2 separate regions of the Zea mays genome follow, and region 1 is linked to region 2. Evidence: chromatin contacts called from public Hi-C data. All regions are on one chromosome and are shown on one strand. The core of a region is the stretch at or near the end of the contact, and the rest is flanking DNA. Distances in the headings are between cores, read along the strand shown. Region 1 holds the start of LOC103629538 (probable LRR receptor-like serine/threonine-protein kinase At1g56130). Region 2 holds the start of LOC100279788.

Region 1 (3,397 bases), core at 874-3,373, 250 kb after region 2:
TTGTTATACTCCTCTCTACTTAAAGAGGCGAGGAGTATCGTTGTCGCTTGAGAGTTGAAGTGCTCGATTTGGGCCACCTCATCCTCATCATAATCCTTATCCCCTATGGATGGTACCTGTGCACCAAACTCAACGACATCCCATATACTTTTGTGGAGTGAGGTTAGATGAAATCGCATTAAATCACTCCACCTAGCATAATCTTCACCATCAAAAGTTGGTGGTTTGCCTAATGGGACGGAAAGTAAAGGTGCATGTTTAGAAATGCGAGAATAGTGTAAGGGGATCTTACTAAACTTCTTACGCTCTTGGCGTTTAGAAGTTACTGAGGGCGCATCGGAGCCGGAGGTCGATGTTGATGAAGTGTCGGTCTCGTAGTAGACCACTTTCCTCATCCTCTTTTGCTTGTCCCCACTCCGATGCGGCTTGTGGGAAGAAGATTTTTCCTTCTTCTCTTTGTGGTGAGAAGAAGATTTCTTCTCCTTCCCTTTGTTGGAGGAGCTCTTCTTCTTCTCCCTCCTCTTGGTGCGGGACTCTTCCGATGAAGTGCTCCCGTGGCTTGTAGTGGGCTTTTCGCCGGTCTCCATCTCCTTCTTGGCGTGATCTCTCGACATCACTTCGAGCGGTTAGGCTCTAATGAAGCACCGGGCTCTGATACCAATTGAAAGTTGCCTAGAGGGGGGGGGTGAATAGGGCGAAACTGAAATTTACAAATGTAAACACAACTACAAGCCGGGTTAGCGTTAGAAATATAAAACGAGTCCGCGAGAGAGGGTGCAAAACAAATCGCAAGCAAACAAAGAGTGTGACACGCGGATTTGTTTTACCGAGGTTCGGTTCTTGCAAACCTACTCCCCGTTGAGGAGGCCACAAAGGCCGGGTCTCTTTCAACCCTTCCCTCTCTCAAACGATCCACGGATCGAGTGAGCTTTCTCTTCTCAATCACTTGGAACACAAAGTTCCCACAAGGACCACCACAAGATTGGTGTCTCTTGCCTCAATTACAAGTGAGTTTGATCGCAATGAAATAATCAAGAAGGAAGAAAGCAATCCAAGCGCAAGAGCTCGAAAGAACACAAGCAAATCACTCTTTCTAGTCACTATGGCGTTGTGTGGAATTTAGAGAGGATTCGATCTCTTTGGTGTGTCTAGAATTGAATGCTAGAGCTTTTGTAGTAGTTGGGAAGTGGAAAAACTTGGATGCAATGAATGGTGGGGTGGTTGGGGTATTTATAGCCCCAACCACCAAATGTGGCCGTTGGAAGGCTGTCTGCTCAATGGCGCACCGGACAGTCCGGTGCACACCGGACAGTCCGATGCCCCCTGCCACGTCATCACTGCCGTTGGATTCTGACCGTTGGAGCTTCTGACTTGTGGGCCCGCCTGGGTGTCCGGTGCACACCGGACATGCACTGTTCCTTGTCCGGTGTGCCAGTATGGGCGCGCCTGACTTCTGCGCGCGCTGCGCGCGCATTTAATGCGCCGCAGGTAGCCGTTGGCGCGGAGATAGCCGTTGCTCCGGAGTTGCACCGGACAGTCCGGTGCACACCGGACAGTCCGGTGAATTATAGCGGACTAGCCGTTGGCGTTTCCCGAAGCTGGCGAGTTCCGGAGGCCGCTCTTCCTTGGCGCACCGGACACTGTCCGGTGTACACCGGACAGTCCGGTGAATTATAGCGTGAGTGCCTCTGGAAATTCCCGAAGGTAGCGAGTTCTAGTTGGAGTCCTCTGGTGCACCGGACACTGTCCGGTGGTGCACCGGACACTGTCCGGTGTACACCGGACAGTCCGGTGCTCCCAGACCAGAGGGCCTTCGGTTCCCAATTTGCTCCTTTGTTGAATCCAAAACTTGGTCTTTTTATTGGCTGAGTGTGAACCTTTTACACCTGTATAATCCATACACTTGGGCAAACTTAGTTAGTCCAAATGTTTGTGTTGGGCAATTCAACCACCAAAATTAATTAGGGACTAGGTGTAAGCCTAATTTCCTTTCATTTAGTCTATATAACCAAACATGATAAGAACTAAAATTTAGTCCTTGGACATTAGTCACAGTACTAAACTACTAATAGAACCAAAGGGGCCTTAGAATAGTCACGAAAAGTAAATTTGTTGGTTGTTGCGACGCCGGACGAGACCGCCGCACCGCATCTCCCGTCCGTCGATCGGATTTCCCCACTCCACCCCCAACGCGGTCGCGTCAACTCCACCTGCGCCCCTCAGGCCCTCACGAGTCACGACCTCGTCTTCGCGGGCGCCGCCGACCGGATCCTCCCGACGCTATCGCGGTCAACCCTGCCTGCACCCTCACGACCTCGTCTTCGCGGTCGCACATGATCACGTGGTCAAATCCCGCTCCGTTAGCAAGTACCACCAGCAGCAAGCCAGCAACCCAATGCTGTGCTCCTCCCACCTCCTGCTGCGCGCACAAGTCAACTCCTGTCTGCGGCCGCCGCGCCCCACGCCGGTCCCCATGGCTCGTTCCGCTCCCACTTTCGTCGCTGTTTTTCTCCTAGTCCTCGTGCTTCTCACCATGGACGCGGCGCAGGGTCAACAGCCGTTCCCGCTGTCCACCGATCCATCCGACGGTATCGATCTCTCGCTCCTTCTGTGGCATCTGAAGTTGTGTAATGGCGACGAAATAGTTGGCAGCTAGTAAATCGTGGATCTCGTGTTCCTGCAGCGGATGCTCTGCACGCTGTGTTCCGGCAGTGGAGACTGGAGGGCGGCGCGGCGATGGAGGACCCGTGCAGGAAGGGCGTCTGGTCAGAGTCGTCCGGAATAAACGCGTCCGTCGAATGCAACTGCCTCCCCTCAAGGGTGTGCCGCATCACAAGCCTGTGCGTCTTCTTCACTCTTACTCGGTTACTCCCGTTTACCCCCCTTTGTTACGGACGCTTCTGTGAGCATGTGATTGATGTGTGGGTCTGGAATATATTATTGATGCAGAAATGTGAGTGGGCACGGGAACATCTCGGCGATCCCGCGGGAGCTATTCAATTTGACAGAACTGGTCTCTCTGTGAGTTTTTGGAATTGATGGTTGATGCTGCACAATTGCAAACTCTAGGGAGTAATAGAATGCATCTGTTTAGGGAGTTGGGATGTTAGATTAAAATGAGTTTTTCAAGAGAAATTCTCATTCATACCCCCATTTTAGGTGCACTTCTAATCTATTGACTACTTTCTCCTCGAGTTGCCATTGCACCACAATTAACTTCTTCAGAATTCAGAGCACGCCACAGTTCAATATTTCTTCAAGAGTAAGACTAGAACTATTAGTTTATATGCTAGAATGTTTATTTATGGTCACTCCCTCCGATCCTATTTTGTTGTCATTTTAGCCATTCACATGGAATAAGGATTGAACTTCTTAGGCTTTCACATACTTTGCTCCT
Region 2 (3,437 bases), core at 623-3,122:
GGAACGAGTCCTGTGCTGTAAATTTCCTTCCTTCCTCCTCTATTTCCAGAGAAGGGCCTGCAAGTGTACGGTCCCTTCTTGTTCACAAGTCCTTGTGATGGCTTGAGCATTGAGCAACAGTACTTGTTGTCAAAACAATAATCCGCCATTAAAACGAATACTGGTGCGAAACAGTGCCCTCGCGAAATAAAATTTAAGAGTGTGACCTAGAAGACAAAAAATAACGCGGAGCACGGATTGGTACCTCGAGTTTGCGAGGGCAATTTCGTCTCTGTACTAACCTTGGCTTGTAGTAACACTTATCACTTCCCCAAGTTCATTTTTGTCTGTATAATATTGTCAGCAAAGACGCTGGCGAATGGCAAATGATGGAATGGCTAATTCCAGATTGGGATGCTCTGTTGAACACACAAGTTTCATCTTCCTCATGCACCTAGAAAGCCAGGATCACCACCACCACAAGCAAGCAAGCAAGCAAATGAGATTTATTATTACTAGTAAGATAAGATAAACAACGAATGCCTATGAACCAATTCATCATCAGCGGTTAAAAGGGCGAGCAGACAAGCTCAATACAAGTTTGGAGCACGCACCACCACACACGCTTTCTTTGTGTCACGACACGATTCACGAATCCCCGGGACTTGGCCTCTGCCACGGCAGCCTGCCGTTCATGGCCGGCGAGTCATCGGACGCGAGCACGGGAAGCTTCTCCTTGCCGTTCCGCGGCCACTGCCAAATCTTGGACACCGAGAAGCTGTCGCCTTTGCTGCCCGCGCCGATCCTCTTCCCCTCTGTGGCGCCGGCGCGGTTGGAGCCCACGCCGACGCCTCTGAGCCCCGCCCCGCCCCTGCCATGGCCGTCGCCGTGCCTCCTGTGGACGGACACCTGGAGGCTCGCCTCGGCGAGGACGTACTGGTAGGAGCCCATGGAGTAGCACCGCCTGGCGTCCAGGCTGCTGCTGCTCGTCTCGCCGGCCTCCCTGGTCACAATGCCGGCGCCGGCGCGCACGGGGCCAGGCGCCGCCCTGGCCAGGTTCTTGAACTTGCCGAGGCGCACGGGGAGCACGGCGTCCTCGTGCTCCCACATGCCTTCCTCGTCGAACAGCGCGGCAGCGTCGGCGCCGAGCGCGCACCGGCACAGCGGGCACGTGGAGTTGGAGAGCAGCCAGGTGTCGATGCAGCCGATGTGGAACGCGTGCCCGCACAGCGGCAGCAGCCGCAGCCGGTCCTCGCCGGCGAACTCGCACAGGCAGACCGCGCAGTCGAACGGCTCCTTGGCGCCGGCGCCGGCGCCGACCACCTCCCGGTACAGGAACACCGGGAGCGCGTCGATGACGTCCTGGTCCAGCCCGGCGTCGTGCAGGTGGAACAGCTGCTGCAGCTGCCTCTGCAACGCGGACTCCTCCCCGCCGCCGCCCGCCGCGTCCGCCCCACCGCCGGCACCGGCACCGGCCTCGGCCGGCGCGCGCGCACGGGCACGGGCACGGCCGCGCCTGAGCAAGAGCCTGACCAAGAGATGCAGCAGGCAGGAGACGAACAGCACCACGGCCGCTATCACCACGGCGAACAGCACGGCGGGGCTAATCTTGGAACCAAGACCATGACCGCCCCCGGAGGACGCCCCGCCGCCGTCCTGCTTCTCGGCTTCCCCGGCGACGGCGAGGACGCAGCAGCCCGTGGCTAATCCTAGCAGCAACATCTCTCCCTCCTCCTTCTCCCTGTCGCCCGATCTGCCGCGGGCAGCGCGCTGCTCATTTCGTGCACTAAACCTGAACGCCTTTTGAGCTGGGCAGAGCCTGAGCAGCTAGTAGTGGTAGCTTCTCGGTTGCCTGCAACTTGCAGGAGGCGGGGCAAGGGTCCAAGACATTAGGCGATGAGGGAAAGGCCAAGAGCAAAGGCTTGTGAAGCGTGAGGAGCCCATGCTTATATGCAATTGGGGGAGACACAAACACACGGCCACAGCAAGCAACCAAACCAAAGCTACAAAAGCAGCAGGGCATACGTGGCTCTTCTTTTGCGAGCTGCACCTGCAAAGGTAAATCTCGTTCTTTTTCTATCGACGTTTCGCACTAAACCAAACCTTGACTTTTGAGTACCACCGATCAAAACCAAAACCAAAACCAAAACCAAAACCAAATCCAAATCCTTTGTACTATACATATCAGCTTGCGACATTTCTAGACCTAATAACAAAATTTTGTATCAATAAAATAGTCCTTAAAAAAACGAAAATGTAGAATCCACATACATAGCAGTGTTTTTCATGTCAAGGAAGCCGGATTCTCTGTCTGGCATCAAAGTGAGAAAAGAAGGAAGGAACAAAGATTGCGATCTCTGGGCAAGGTTGGTACTGCGTTTTTTTCCATCACGCATTTGGGCTTCCACTTCCACTCAGCTTTTAGAACCTGGCGATGCTGCAGTTAGAAGGCCGTTTTCTCGCGAAAAAAAAGGTGCGTGCTGCAAGGCACCCGGGCCGGCTGGGATAAGCACCAGCTTTGCGCTCTTGTTCTCTCCTCCTCGTCCTCGGTCCCTCGTGCGAGTAAGGCAAAAAAAAAAAAAAAAAAAAAGCGAAGGAATGCTTGGGGAGGCACCGGGCAAAAAGTGGGAAAATGGTGGCCGGGGCCGATGGCGATTTCTGTGGAACGTCGTCGCTTGTGCCGGTGGAGATGGGGGTGGATGAAATTCGTTGAAGCTTTCAGGTGTCGGGTTTTGGAGATCATCGTAGCTGCAGTCAGGACCGCGCAAGGCGTGGACGGGTGGTGGACTGGCTGCTTGCGTTCTGTCGCAAAAATGTGATGTGTGTATGTGCATCGGCTGCATTGCTACTAGCCACGCGTGTACGTGTGGACGAGGTCCAGATCGAGATCTGAGCGCCCCCTGAGCCCTGACCACTACTCCTGTTGCCAATCAACCTCGGAACTTGGAACGGATGAGAGAAGCCGCCGGAAAAGAAAAGGAAAAAAAACTATGACATCACATCACTTCGACACCAACAGATAGAATCCTTGAATTGCATGGATAGAACGTGGTTATAATATATACTAGAACAGGAGACACCCTTACGGGCACCCTATCAATAGAGTACTCAATATCTACATTTATTATTATAGTATAGGAACAATGTTTGTACACATTAGATCATGTGGCACAAGCTGTACCGGTCACCAATACACATGATCATCTCAAACCATATTGTAACCATTTCTTCTACTATACAAAGCTCATGGTCAAGTTGCATATACATGTGGCCACTCTTTGGCAGTCATTAAAGAATGCCATGAGCTAAGAAGTTCATCCAGATTATGCAACTAAAACCTGAACGTGGCTGATTATTCTCTCACCCGATTGTCAGCAAGCAGGTTGTCTAGGGGTGGTAATGGATCATGATCCAAATATTTCTTCACAAAATGGTAAGGCCCTAAACAAATTTTAGTG

The links. A called contact is a pair of places that touch in the nucleus more often than the background predicts.
Region 1: a contact with region 2 is called in a Hi-C map of root tip, with 3 times the contacts expected there. The contact joins the promoter of LOC103629538 here to the promoter of LOC100279788 in region 2. A contact is called at or near these places in 4 of 25 Hi-C or Micro-C datasets (bundle sheath, leaf and root tip).

What each region holds. Positions count from the first base shown.
Region 1 is chr6:90,516,802-90,520,198 of Zm-B73-REFERENCE-NAM-5.0, forward strand. LOC103629538 (probable LRR receptor-like serine/threonine-protein kinase At1g56130) reads left to right here and starts at 2,124. Exons shown (of 17, transcript XM_008650632.2): 1 at 2,124-2,588; 2 at 2,684-2,840; 3 at 2,950-3,021. The coding sequence starts at 2,396.
Region 2 is chr6:90,266,883-90,270,319 of Zm-B73-REFERENCE-NAM-5.0, forward strand. LOC100279788 reads right to left here and starts at 1,873. Exons shown (of 1, transcript NM_001152746.2): 1 at 521-1,873. The coding sequence starts at 1,701. The coding sequence ends at 628.